Regions from separate parts of the Zea mays genome. Here region 2 is linked to region 1. A link is a contact called in public Hi-C data. All regions are on one chromosome and are shown on one strand. Each heading gives the region's core, a stretch centred on a gene start, on an enhancer-like site or on the middle of the called end of the contact. The rest is flanking DNA. Distances are from core to core; before and after follow the strand shown.

Region 1 (6,686 bases), core at 3,766-6,265:
GTGAATAAAGCCATAAATCATATTTGAATTGCAGCTGCTCCTTGTTTCATGGTTTGAGGCATGACATTTCTTCATTACAGCATCTTGGTGGAGGCTCTATGGGGGTGGAGCACCTGATTTGCAAGCAATTGCCATTAGGATCCTTTCATTAACCACTAGCTCATCCGGTTGTGAAAGAACTTGGAGCGTTTTTGAACAGGTCAGATTGCTCCTTAACTCTTAAAATGACTTTCTAGTACCAATTGTTTACACTTATGACAAGGATTGTGACCTGTGAGCATATTTGCAGACTCATACTAAGAGAAGGAACAGATTAACAACAGAACGCCTCAACAATCTTGTCTTCATCCAATTCAACAATAGAATGTTGTCCAAGAAAGAGAGAATTTCCCGAAACAAGAACTATGAGGTGCTCTTGAGTTCTGATTGTTCAGAAGCTCAAGGATTTTTCTTTGAGGGAGGTGATGAACAAGCATTAGTTCAAATCAGGGATGAGGATGAGGGAGAAATGCAAGGGACAGGTATACCATGGTCTGTCCTAGGAGATGCAATGGGAGTAGAGGATGAGCTTCAACCTCGCAGGAGCGCAAGAGTGGCTAGAGAGGTGGACGAAGAAGATTGGGAATCTGAAAAAGAAGATGAAGACAATGTGCTTGAGGATATTGATTATGAAGAGGACAACTGTGAGATTTCAAACACCAGTGACTATGTCCATGTGGAGTAATGGTGAATTGCAGGACTGCAGTTGACCTGCTGTTATGTTTATCAGTTTATTTGAAGTTTGAACTAATCTAAGTTTGTAATATTTATATTGCTCCACTGCGCTACTAGTGTGTTGTGTGTCATGAACTAGTCTATTATCTATTTGAATTAGTTTAAGTCTGCTATGAGCTGTTAATGTTTATTTGTGAATTGTGATTATGAGATCTTTCTTATATTTGTGTTGCTGTTGTTTGGTGAAAGGCTGAAGGAAAGAAGATGAGAAGAAGATAAGTTTCTTTTCTTTTAGTCTTCTTGTTGATTTGTTCATCTCTTTTACAGTTTAATCTATTGTTTGTTGATTTGTGATGCTGCTGCTGTTTGGTGAAGGGCTGAAGGTAAGAAGCTGGGAACGTGCAGAAAGGCTGCAAAAACATGTCTATTAATCCAGGTAAGTACCCATAATTTCTAGGTAAAACTGTTTTTCTGTGCAAATATATATTATATTGTAATATTCCTACAAACGCTTAAGCACGATTAATCTATGCTTAAGCTTTATAGGCGCTAAGCAGTGGCCTAACGCCCGCCTAACGCCTAGCGCTTAATATAACCTTGGTTTGGTTCAGCCGTAAACTATAAAAAAAAGTTGTTGTGAGTTATTTGTTGTGAAAAAATTGTTGAGTTATCTGCTGTAAAAAGGTTGAAAGTCGTTTGGTTCAAACTGTTGTGAGTTGTCAACTGTGACGAAACTATATATTGTTTATATGCACTTTGTTCAACTATCTCCTAATCAATGTACCAAATTTAAAAAACCGATTTCACATTTGTATTCTTGATATTTTTAACAAATAAAACTAGACGCCACTTGCTATTTATTTTTTATTGAAATGTATGATTATTTCATTTATTCTAAGACTTAATTATTTTTAATCAAATTTTATTTTCTATTTTTCGTATCTCTTCATTAATATATTGAATTAATAAATCAATTTTACCAATCTAATTTTAATATTTTTTATTAAAAATATTTGGGCAATTGTGATTTTACCCCTCATTTTTTATTTTACCCCTCTGTTTTGAAAACGAAACCATTGTTTGCCCCTCCCCCTTAACGTCGTTAGTGAAAATTAGAATTAGTGATTAAAAAATAAAAAATAAACGAGTAAAATCATAATTGCAAGGTGAGAGAAGGGTATAATCACAATTGACCCTGAAAATTTTCAGGGTCAATTGTGATTATACCCTTATCTCACATTGTAATTGTGATTTTACCCCTCGTTTTTTATTTTTTTTATCATTAATTCTGATTTTCACTATCGGTGTTAAAGGGGGGGGGGGGCAAATGGCAGATTCGTTTTCAAAACAGAGAGGTAAAATCACAAAGTTAAAAATTGAGGGGTAAACAACACCGGAGAAGGGTACAATCACAATTGCCCCAAAATATTTTATTTTATTTATTATAACACTTAATTATTTTTAAACTCATTTTAATTTCTATTTGCCATATCTCTTTATTAATATATCGAACTTGGATAAGCAGCAAAAGCAGGACCCAATGTGCTTTCAAATTTGTACTAAAAAAGTTTTCAATGTAGTAGCAGAAATGTTTAACTCCTTTGATAAAACTTGTGCTTGCTGAACCAAATGTACCCTTTGTTAATTGCAGGTTCTTGCAGTACAATGTTATTAGTAATTTATAGAACCCAACACAAAAGGTAACAGTAGTTTCTGTTTCCCCTAATTTTTCTTACATTTGGTGAATATAAAGACAATTTTCCATCAATATGATAAAAAATAAAAGTAGTACAACTCTACAATGTATGTCATTCTTCTAAATTTACCTTGTCGTTCAAATATATTGCTATGGAAAGTGCTTCTTCAGGTTGACTGGTCCATTCTAGAATCTTTTTGGCCCAATACATTCTGCAGAAAACTACAGTATGAACACAAAGTAGTCTCTTATAAAGAGGATATGCATGCAGAAATAAAGATCAGAATACAATGCTTGGTTTTTTTTTGCTTCGTAGTAAGCTCCATCCATATTCGGCGGGATCTTGGAAAAATACTTCGTATAAACAAAATATTCCAAAGATTGTTGTAATCTAACTCACACTTCCGTCAAATTTAATTGAAAGGCTACACTGTTCCAATAGGAACAGAAATGCATAACTACATTGTCTGTGCTGTATACGAGAAGACTTCACATAAAAAATTGCCACCAATTCAACATGTAAAGCCTATGGGCAGATGGAGGCCAATGCATGAATATTTGACTGCATTATGCACTAATTGTGTTACCAAGTAGATAAACAAAGACCAAACAATGCTTAATTCTTCAACCAGCAATGTGGAATGACAATCAGGCAATTCCAACACTACCTATCATCACAAAAGTAACAAACAACACATAAATGGGCTAAAACCATGACATATTAATACAGGTATGAATTATGTTACCGCATAAATCCATGCATTTTCCCATGGTGCACCATCTCCAATTGAGATGCATTCCAAAGCTGATAAAGTTTGGGAAATGAGGGACAGATAGTCCAGTCAGGAACTAGATAAAAATGAATTCAAGAACTTCAGTAGAGTACAAGGAATATGCTAATACAAACTGGATCAGATGTTTTGGCATTTTCGAGCTGCTCCCTCCTGTTCGCCAAAATAGAATGCAAGTTAACAAATAGCCTTGCCGAACATGAGCCTTTCACCTTAATCATGCCAAGCAAGCAGATAAACGTAATTAGCAGATACACTAACTCACGTATAGATATGCTCTCTTTTATCACCAGTGTGATCCGTTAACGTCTTTCTAGCCCACTCCCATGCACCAGCCAGTGAATCATATTGAGGCTGGTAATAGCAGAAATTGTCAGCTAGTTCCCTCCTTATTATCAGCTCCTCCAAGAACGTGTCCACTGACTGTATCCAAAAGCATGGTATTTTCTAATGTATTAGTTCACTGTTAGACAGACGGATTCAATATTTGATGCTAATCTTAAGGTTTGCCTCCGGCTGGTAAAAAGACATATTGACCATTTAATATGGCTCTTAATCTTGTATTTTAGAAGAGTAACATGAAATTAAGTAAGCGCACCTTTGGACTAAGATGACGGCGTTTTTTTGCTTCAAGAGCACACCTTTGTGCAGAAATGTGCCCAAAATGTAAGTACGGTGAAAGGCACGACAATGCATGTGGCTTTGTAGGATCATTCCGGCCAGTGTCATAGTTCTTAATCCTCTTCGTCAAGAACCCATCCTTACTCCCAAGAAGGACCTCCATCGCTGAGGACTCCCCAGGCTCGCACCAGTTAATCTCCGGCACATTCTCAGCCTCACTGTTCCAAGAGTGCAGAATCATTTAGCCCTCACTAACAATGCTATATTTAAAGCCCACACAAGAGTATGAACCAATTCAACAAATGAACACCCTACCGCACCTGAAGATGCTATTGATCAGTGCATCCCAGTCAACACTCTTCGGCTGCTCCATGCACCAAGGCGCCCACTGCGGAACCTCAGGGTACTCCACCAGATACTCGTTTATCACCTTGTTCACCTTACTTCTAAAGGTTTTGGCCGAGTACTCGAGCTTCCCTGACGCCGTCCAGACAGGCACTACATTGTGTGCGTCCACCTGCGTGGACAATACACTCTCACCAATGCGCTCCACCCAATTCAACCCGAACGATTCAAACTTTGTCGGAATCCCGGTGTACTCACCTGGTGCACGGCCATGTTGGCGGCGTCACGCAGAAGCTCCTGGACGACAGCATCCAATGCCTCCCGCACCGGCCGCAGCGGAGAGAAGTCGGCGACGAGCGCCGAAGCCCCGAGCCGCCGCACCAACGACGGCAGCTCCGCAGGTCCGCCCTCGAGTAGAAAGAACGGGAGGCCGCGGGCGTGCGCATCGGCGGCAAGGCGGCGGAGCCCGCGGAGGAGGAAACCTAGCTGGCGGAGGTGCGCGCCTAGGAGGAAAGGCCGTGGGAATAGCGTGAAAGCGATGGCGAGCGGCGCCGCGGGGGTGGACGCAGCGGCGAGTTCGGCCGCGTGGAGGAGGGCCCAGTTGTCCGCGAGACGTTGGTCCCGCAGCATCCAGTACACCACCGGCCCGTGAATATGGCTTCCGCCCGGGTGGAGAATCCGCACACGGGACGGGTGGACCAGGCTTGGGATCGCCGGCGGCATCCCGGCGGTGGGACGGCGTCTGCGCGTAGGAGGGGAAGTCAGGAATGTAGGCGTCGTTTGGGGTGGTGGGCGCGGTGTTGGGTGAGGCGTCTTACGACCGCGGTTCAATGGAAGAGACTGGTGGCGGTTCAATGGAGGGGAAGCCAGGAATGGAGGAGACGGCGGTTCAATGGAGGAGCCCGGGTTGGTGGTAGACTGGCAGTTGCGGCGAGGGAGAGGCCACGTCGGCCATAGGATTTAGTTAAGTGATTAGAGTCCAAAATACTCTTTATTTTTACTTTCTATTTAATTCTTTATTTGTTTCTACATAAATATTAAACTCTATATATAACATCTCATTCCAACAGACTTTCTCATATGCGAGTTAGCTTGGCTAGCGAGAGTTGCTAGCCAAATTTAGCTAGTAAGGGAGTCAATTTAAAGAAGCGGATAGCTTGACAAGTTAAATGGCTAGTCTGTTGTAGAGCTATTTTGCTATTAAGTAGCTAAAATTTAGCTTGACAAGCTATTTAGCTAGTCTCTTGGAGATGCTCTCATGCATATATATCTGTTGGGGGCCTTCGTCTTCCGAAGGTCTTCAAAAACATGATTTAACAATGTTTCTGGAGTATAATTCATGAACAGATATCTTCGGACTTGGACCTTCGGACTTAGGTGAAGAAGCACAAAGAATACGAAGGATGGTGCAGAGACGAAGCTACGCAGAGCTTCGGCGTGATAACAGAAAAGGAAACCGACTTAAAGGGGAAAAGGCTATTTAGACCCCTATGGATTATCACAGAGTTATTAGCAAATGTAAAGGGCATGAATGTAATTTTACATAGACTGCGTCCCGTGCCTATAAATAGATGAACAGTGCTCCAGTACTGTTCACGCGGACTTGGCATTTGCTTTTGCGTCACGCTTGTACTTTTACCTTCTTTCAAGTCAAAGGTATATTTGTAATCTAATATCATTTCTATTTTTCCATAGCAATAAAATAGAAATGAATTGATAATAATACATAACTGTTTATATTATCTTTTATATTCCATATAATTCCTTCTTCATTATGATATGTAATGCTTACGAAGGTATGTCCTTCGTAACCTTCGTCCGGAAATCATTATATCCCAAGTGAAATAATGCTTCGAAGGACGAAGGACTTCAACGTTTAACGTTATTTGTGTTGACTTGTTCTTAACTCTTAGCATTTGAGAACAAGTCCCCAACATTGGCGCCCACCTCCGGTGAACTCACTTCCACTTTTTGAGTTTCGAACACCTTCGGTAAGCATCGACCTTCGTCATGCCACCAAAGAAAGCTTCAGCAACAGGGGCTGCAGCTCTGCAGCCGTTGGACCCGAATCAGGAAACCCTTTATCTTCGAGAGGCCCGAAGCCAGAAGAGAAAGGCCACTAGTCCAGCGCCCCAGGAGGACGAGTTGGACCAAGAGATCAGGAACATGGAGGTGCTTCATCAGCAGGTACAGAAGAAGAGGGAGAAGATGGCTCGGCTAGCTGACCTGCAAAGGCAGATTGACAAAGCTACCGAAGAAGTGTGTCATCTCGCTCAAGATGAGCAGAACAGAAGGCCCCAGCACAGAGAGCTGCAACAAGAAGGCTTCTTCAATGAGGATGACTGCTATGAGGATTTCCATCATGGAAATTTTGCTTTTGATGATGCCTCTCCCCTGTCAGCAGAACTGCAGGCTACACCTTGGCCTCCGTCTTACAAGCCACCCCAGCTCCCCATGTATGACGGACACTCAGATCCGAAGCAGTTTCTGATGAGTTACGAAGCAACAATATCTTCCTA
Region 2 (6,193 bases), core at 1,271-3,770, 410 kb after region 1:
GCAAGAAAATATAGTTCAAACTTGAAAGGAAATAAGCTTCATTAGATAGCTAATCTGTTGATACTAGATAGTAGATAACCTAAATATCTCCCAAATCAAGATCATCCATTGCATTTTCTCCCAAATCAAGAAAATATGTTGTGTAATGGGCCTTTGGCCTATTTGGGCTGAACTGGGGCACAAGTCGCCCGACTTGCCAGACCAAGTCGACGACTAGTCGACTGAGAATTTCCAGTCGTTGACAAATCACCAGACTTGCCAGAAAAGTCGAGCCGGCTCCCCAAGTCGAGCTCCCAGAACCGACTGGATGACTTGTTGCTGACTAGTCGACGACCTGAAAACAGGGCCGCCAATGCATCAAAATTTCATTGCCCCCCCCCCCTCCTCAAGCTCGTTACGATGCCCTATATAAATAACCATGGAGAATCACTATGCCCAGGTAATTCCAGCAAACTATCCCCCTCGCTTCCTCTCTTTCTCTATCTCGGATTCATGCTGGAGAACCAAAGAAATGCCGGGATTAGATATCGATTTAAACCTACAGCCACTCGAATCAGGTCAAATCTATCCCATAGATTGGGATGACATTGCCGAGTTTGATGCCCTGCTCATGAATTCAATTATGACATGGTGTGGGACGATGGAATTCAATGTGCTCCTTCACTTATGTTTCTGTTTTGCCACGTCTTCCTGGTTACGATTTCATTATTCCGTTTTTATTTTGTGCCATAGATGACGAAGATGGAGTGCAAGGTGATGGAGTTCATGTTTCTGCAGACACATCAATAGATGGTTTTCACGTTCCTTCGGTGCAAGGAGATGCAGCAGCAACCAATGTTTAGTTTAAGCTTTTTTTCCTTTGGTCGATTTTGTTCAGTGTATGAGTGTCCACTGTCCAGTTCATTTCAGTTTAGATGTTGCTTCATAGGGAACAGTCCAGTAGAATCTAGTTTCAGCTAAGGTTCAGTTAATTGTGTTTTAATCCATTTTCAGTTTAAGTTCAGAGATCAGTTAGATGGCTTATTGGTTCATTCCTATTGCTAATTGTCATAACCTGGGGCTACACCGTTGCCTTGCACGTAACATGCATTAGAATTTCAGTGAATTGCAACAGAGTTTGACTGTTTTCATACAACTTCCAGGTTCCGATGACAAAAAGAGGAAGTACTATCAGGATGATCTAAAGATCACCATATACCTTGACTTGTTAGCAAAAGCTGATCCTCCTACACTTCGTCGTGGAGTTTTGAAATAAGTATCTGCTTGGTGTCCCTTTAAGAGTTGTATAGGCCATTTGGAGCAAAGTGTTGGCTGCATGAAGCTCCTTGTCATGAAGCTCCATGTCCGTAACTAGGACATCAGCAGCATCACTTCGATCAATATCAGTAAATGTTTCTTGGGAGTCAGGCACTTCAGATTCACCAGCCAAAAAAATCTATAACAAAACGCAACTCGGTCGTGGAAGAATTGTTGGATTCATTGCAGGAATCTGACACCGTGCACAAGACCCTGATCGGCGGCAGTGCCCTGGCACTCCATTGTAATCAACGAAAGTTATGGTGAGGTGCGACGGTGAAGGACGATCATGTAGGCGTGCGCCAGGACATACTGGTGTGATGGACTCCTAACAGGATGGGACGGGAGATATTTGAAGCAACGGGAGAAGAGCCGAAGCAACAAAGGTGCAGCATATACGAGGAGTCACGGACGTGCGAGGACGAAGCGAACCCGTGGTCCCAATCTAATACCATGTAGACTCTTGGATTTTTTTTCAGACGAGGTAGATAATGAACGGAGGGAGTAACTAGCGTTGGGTGATCCAAACAGGACATAGTTAGGGACAGCTAGCGAGTTAGCTCACAACTCCAACATAGCCCACCTATTAGCCCCCTATGTAGATGAGCAAGAGGGGCAAAAATTAGCTGGCTAACGAGAAATAGCAGCCCTATGAATCAAACAGGCCCCTCTGGAGAAAGTTGAGCAGAACATTACAAGTATACACATTGTAGTGTCTGGAGAGATATCATCAGATTCAGGTAAAGATACTGTTCGGATTCAATATTACCACACCAAATTACACCAACCAACGAGTTCCTGCGGATCGCCGACCACAGAAAGCTCCTCGCCCGAAATTCGCTTCATATCCAGCCCAATTCAGATGATCCCATACGAAGCAACGACGAAACCGCTCCAACGATCAAACTTCTGACGAGACGCTGCCGCCTAAGGGGATTACAGGGAAGAGACTGCAGTGAGATGGGAGGGAGGGAGGCGAGGCGCGCGCGAACTCACGGAGATCTTGTGGAGCGGGACGACAGATTTGAAGTAGACATAGTCCCCCGGGGAGGCCGCGCCGCCCCCGACGCCCTTCATCTCCCGCTCTCCTCTCTGGTTCGCTGCGGCTGCGGGCGTCGTGGGCTCGTGGCAGTGGCAAGATGGAGTTCAGGAAGCCGCAAAAGGGGAAAAATCCCTCCACCTGACTGCGCCCTAGAGCCTACGGGCTGGTTTGGTATGGAAATTTGAGTGAATCCACGGGAGCAAATTCATTGCTATTCAGGATCACTCGGTTTTTAAGAAACTGTTTTTAAGAAACTGATTTAAAAATTAGATTAATTTTAAATATATTAATTTATGCTTCGGTTTATAAAAAACAGATTTTTTTAGTTTCTTAAAAACCAAGAAACTAGCCACCCCAGCTCAAGCCATGTTATAAAACTGAGGTTGTTCTAAACATCATCAGGGTTTGTTCGGTTAAGGCTGGATCCAAGGGGATTACAGGGAATTTAATTCTCTCAATCTCCTTCTATCTAGACGTAACTAAATAAGGTCTTAACTAGTTTTTTTCATAAACCAACTTCTATAAACTAGAGATAGAAACTGGATTCTTAAAAACTAGGTTGCTTCTAAACATGGCCTTAATTAATAGCAAGAAATTTGTTTCCCCCATGGTTTTCCTCCAATTTCTTTATCATCAAACCAGTCTGTGACTAAAGTTTAAGTTTATGTTACATCAAATATTTGAATATCAATTATGAGTATTAAATTTAGGTTTATTTAGATTTAATAAAGTTGTCTCATCTTTTAGTTTACATCTATGTAATTAGTTTTATAATTAGATTATATTTAATATCGGTAGTTATCATTCAAACATTCGATATGATATAGACTAAACTTTAATTGTTTGAAACCAAACACCCCTAAGTCAGAATATGTCTACTCATAAGGGTAGGGTCCATTTGCTTTAACGGTAGATTCTTAAGAATCTAATTCTAATGTTAACAGTGAGCTATAAGAAAACTGCTACAAGCTGATGATTGTGGAAAAGCTAAAATGTGATTGTTTGAAACAACGACTATTTGTAGATTTTGTAAGAACATGATAGCTTAGTAATATAAATAACATGATTTTCGAAAATCTGAGATAGAAGGTGATTCTAAATTGAACTAGAAGAATATGTAGATTTTTGGGAATCTATTATGATGTTGTACTCGTTGGATGGAGATTTTTAGATTTTTTGCATGAATATGGTTTAGAAAGCTAAACAAATGCACACTTAAAAGTTTGTTTGGTTAGAACGGGGTTGAAGGTGAATTGTGAAAGAACCGTCCAAATTAATTCGGCTTGAGTGCACTGATCCCACCTCGAGGGCGATGACACACTTAAATTGGATTAAACGCTTCAATCTATCAGATCGCGTCTGATTTACCCACTTATATAGGATCAATAACAATATCACATTCGAATATGAGAACAGAGAATACAACCATCAACAATTATAATAACATGTCAAAATAAGTATCATTATTATTACAAAACAAAGGTTCGAACATAAAACCATTAGTTCAGAGTTTCATTAGCAGCGGAAATAAAAGTAATGATAATACTAGTGGTGATACACGAGCAGCATGGCAAAGCCAACCATGAGCTACTCCACACGATCCTCTCCTGACGAAGGTGTGTCCCACTCGATCGTCCATTAGGGCTTGTTCGGTTATTTTCAATCCATATGGATTGGAGGGGATTGATACGGATTGGAGGGGATTTTGACTTACTAGGGATTGAAACTCCCTCAATCCCCCTCAATCCATATGGATTAGGATAGAACCGAACAAGCCCTTAGGTGGTAGATAACTCGGCCAAGTTAAACCAACAATCATCTCATCTTTGTTAGTACCTGGAAAACAATGTCACAAGCAAAGTTGAGTATACTAATACTCAGTAAGACTTAACTGATTTGTGGAAACTACTCCACGACTTCTAGAAATATGAAGCTTTTTGGCTGAGAGATCTATTTTGCTAAAAGCAACTACTAGTTGTCTACTAAGTTTTAGCTCAATATTCTAGTTAGTTAATTATTCTAGGCACGCATTCTTCTAGATAAACATGGTCAAGCGCACAATTAATTCAATCATATACTTTATTCATTAATCTCATTTCTCTTGTTATTACTCAGTGCAGTACATTGATCAAGCAATCTCATTAGTGGTGAGAAACAGACAATTCAAATCGAGTGTTTAGCCTTACAAGGCAAACCTAAACACAATTAGTCAGCCAAGGGCGTCCTATACCACCCTTGTGGTAGCACTGTTTTCCCGGGTGGTCGCTCCATGTTTCAATTAACATAATGATCTTATCATGAACAGTAATTTAAATAACAGCAGAATTGGAACATGATCATAATGCAACATTAATTTTCCAAAATCAGGTAGAGCAATAGCAAAACTACTTAATAGTGCTTTTGTTTACAAGGTAGGGGATAAACAATGCTAGGGAAGCCTATTAGGTCCCCTCAAATTAACCTGAGCATGTCACAGTGATTAACAGGAACATTATTAGGTAAAGAAAAGTGATCAAAGACACAACTTGTCTGAGACTCAAGATTTCCAGGTACCAGCTTGGCCTTCAAGATTCTCGTAACCTCGTTGCTAATCGTAGCAATATAAACAAACATAGTATTGTCACACCCGGTTTAGAAGGTAAACTGAATGTGAACCATGTATGTGCCAGGATCAGAAATTCACGTACACCGTGATTACATAAATGACTCATCATAGCACAATGCTTCAAATTACAATAAAGAGTAAGTAATAATAGTAAAGACTAGAGTCATTTACATAATATGAATCAAAGTGCACATAATAGAAACGTAGCCAACGTAAATAAACCCACCATAGGCAGCTGACTAGGGAAGGTCGCTAGCCTAATCCTCGAACTCGTCGAAATCCTAGAACTCCTGGAGATCCGCCTCGACGCCTTCTTCTTTACCTGAGCATAGATTACACCAAAGGCAACCTGGTGTTTTGTGAAAGCAAGGGTGAGTACACATCAACGTACTCAGCAAATGTCCCGTTTGGCTGAGGTGGACTAGCTTTATGTGGAGTTAAGCTCAAAGTAGTTGCTTTTAGTTGGTCAGGTATTTATTATTAGTGGAAGCCAAGTTTTAGCAATAACCAACCCGTGAATCCTTTCGTCATCGAGGAACATCATTATCATCATCGAACCAAAACCATTAATGGAACCATTCCATCTCAGATCGTCGATATCTCTAATCAAAGAGGATCCCAAGGCCGCTCGTAACCGTGAGTACAACTGATATATCAGTTTCATTCCCTTGCAAAGGTCACTTTACCCATGAGTCGTGATCCCTTTCCAGCCTAGGTTTGCAAGACCCGGTCTTCACTACCGAGGTGAATGGCCAAGGACACACTACGTAGCCTTTACAAAGATTCCCAGAGGTCATAGTCGCCCGTTAGGTTTCTCCAGTTTGATAAACATTACTTCTCCCCATAGGAAGGGTGACTAACAAAACCAAATTGAAAGAATATTGGCAACCAGCCTCGGCAGAGCAAGTATTGTGCCCAGACCTCATTGACGGCCCTACGGAGAAGCCGACTGCACCTCAAGTTCCTCTAATTAATCAGCTAAGGGCGTCCCATAACACCCTCATGGTTGCACTGTTTTCCTAGGTGGTCTCTCAACGAACATGTCCTTACAGAGAGGTACTCAGGAAACAACCTGAGTCCTCTAAAGTATCACAGATTCATCATCATAATCAAGATAACATCATCGTATCATAAATGTTCACATCATGTTCATTGATTAAAGTAAAGCAATAGCATGAAGCTAACCATAGTAACCCAAAAGGTAATCAAGGACAAGGTAAATACAAAGCTAGTCAATCCTTAGGTTTCAA

The links. Hi-C and Micro-C count contacts between places; a contact is called where the count stands out from the background.
Region 2: a Hi-C map of leaf shows a contact between it and region 1, with 5 times the contacts expected there. The contact joins the promoter of LOC100284261 here to the promoter of LOC100191679 in region 1. A contact is called at or near these places in 2 of 25 Hi-C or Micro-C datasets (ear and leaf).

What each region holds. Positions count from the first base shown.
Region 1 is chr1:127,457,318-127,464,003 of Zm-B73-REFERENCE-NAM-5.0, forward strand. LOC100191679 (type II CPD DNA photolyase) reads right to left here and starts at 5,016. Exons shown (of 9, transcript NM_001137108.1): 1 at 4,426-5,016; 2 at 4,143-4,339; 3 at 3,800-4,040; 4 at 3,467-3,624; 5 at 3,318-3,354; 6 at 3,157-3,215; 7 at 2,541-2,622. The coding sequence starts at 4,890. It overlaps LOC103633377, which reads left to right. Exons shown (of 3, transcript XM_020546476.3): 2 at 81-199; 3 at 290-1,895. The coding sequence ends at 724.
Region 2 is chr1:127,871,394-127,877,586 of Zm-B73-REFERENCE-NAM-5.0, forward strand. It overlaps LOC100284261 (maspardin), which reads right to left and starts at 2,521. Exons shown (of 9, transcript NM_001157156.1): 1 at 2,293-2,521. The coding sequence starts at 2,373.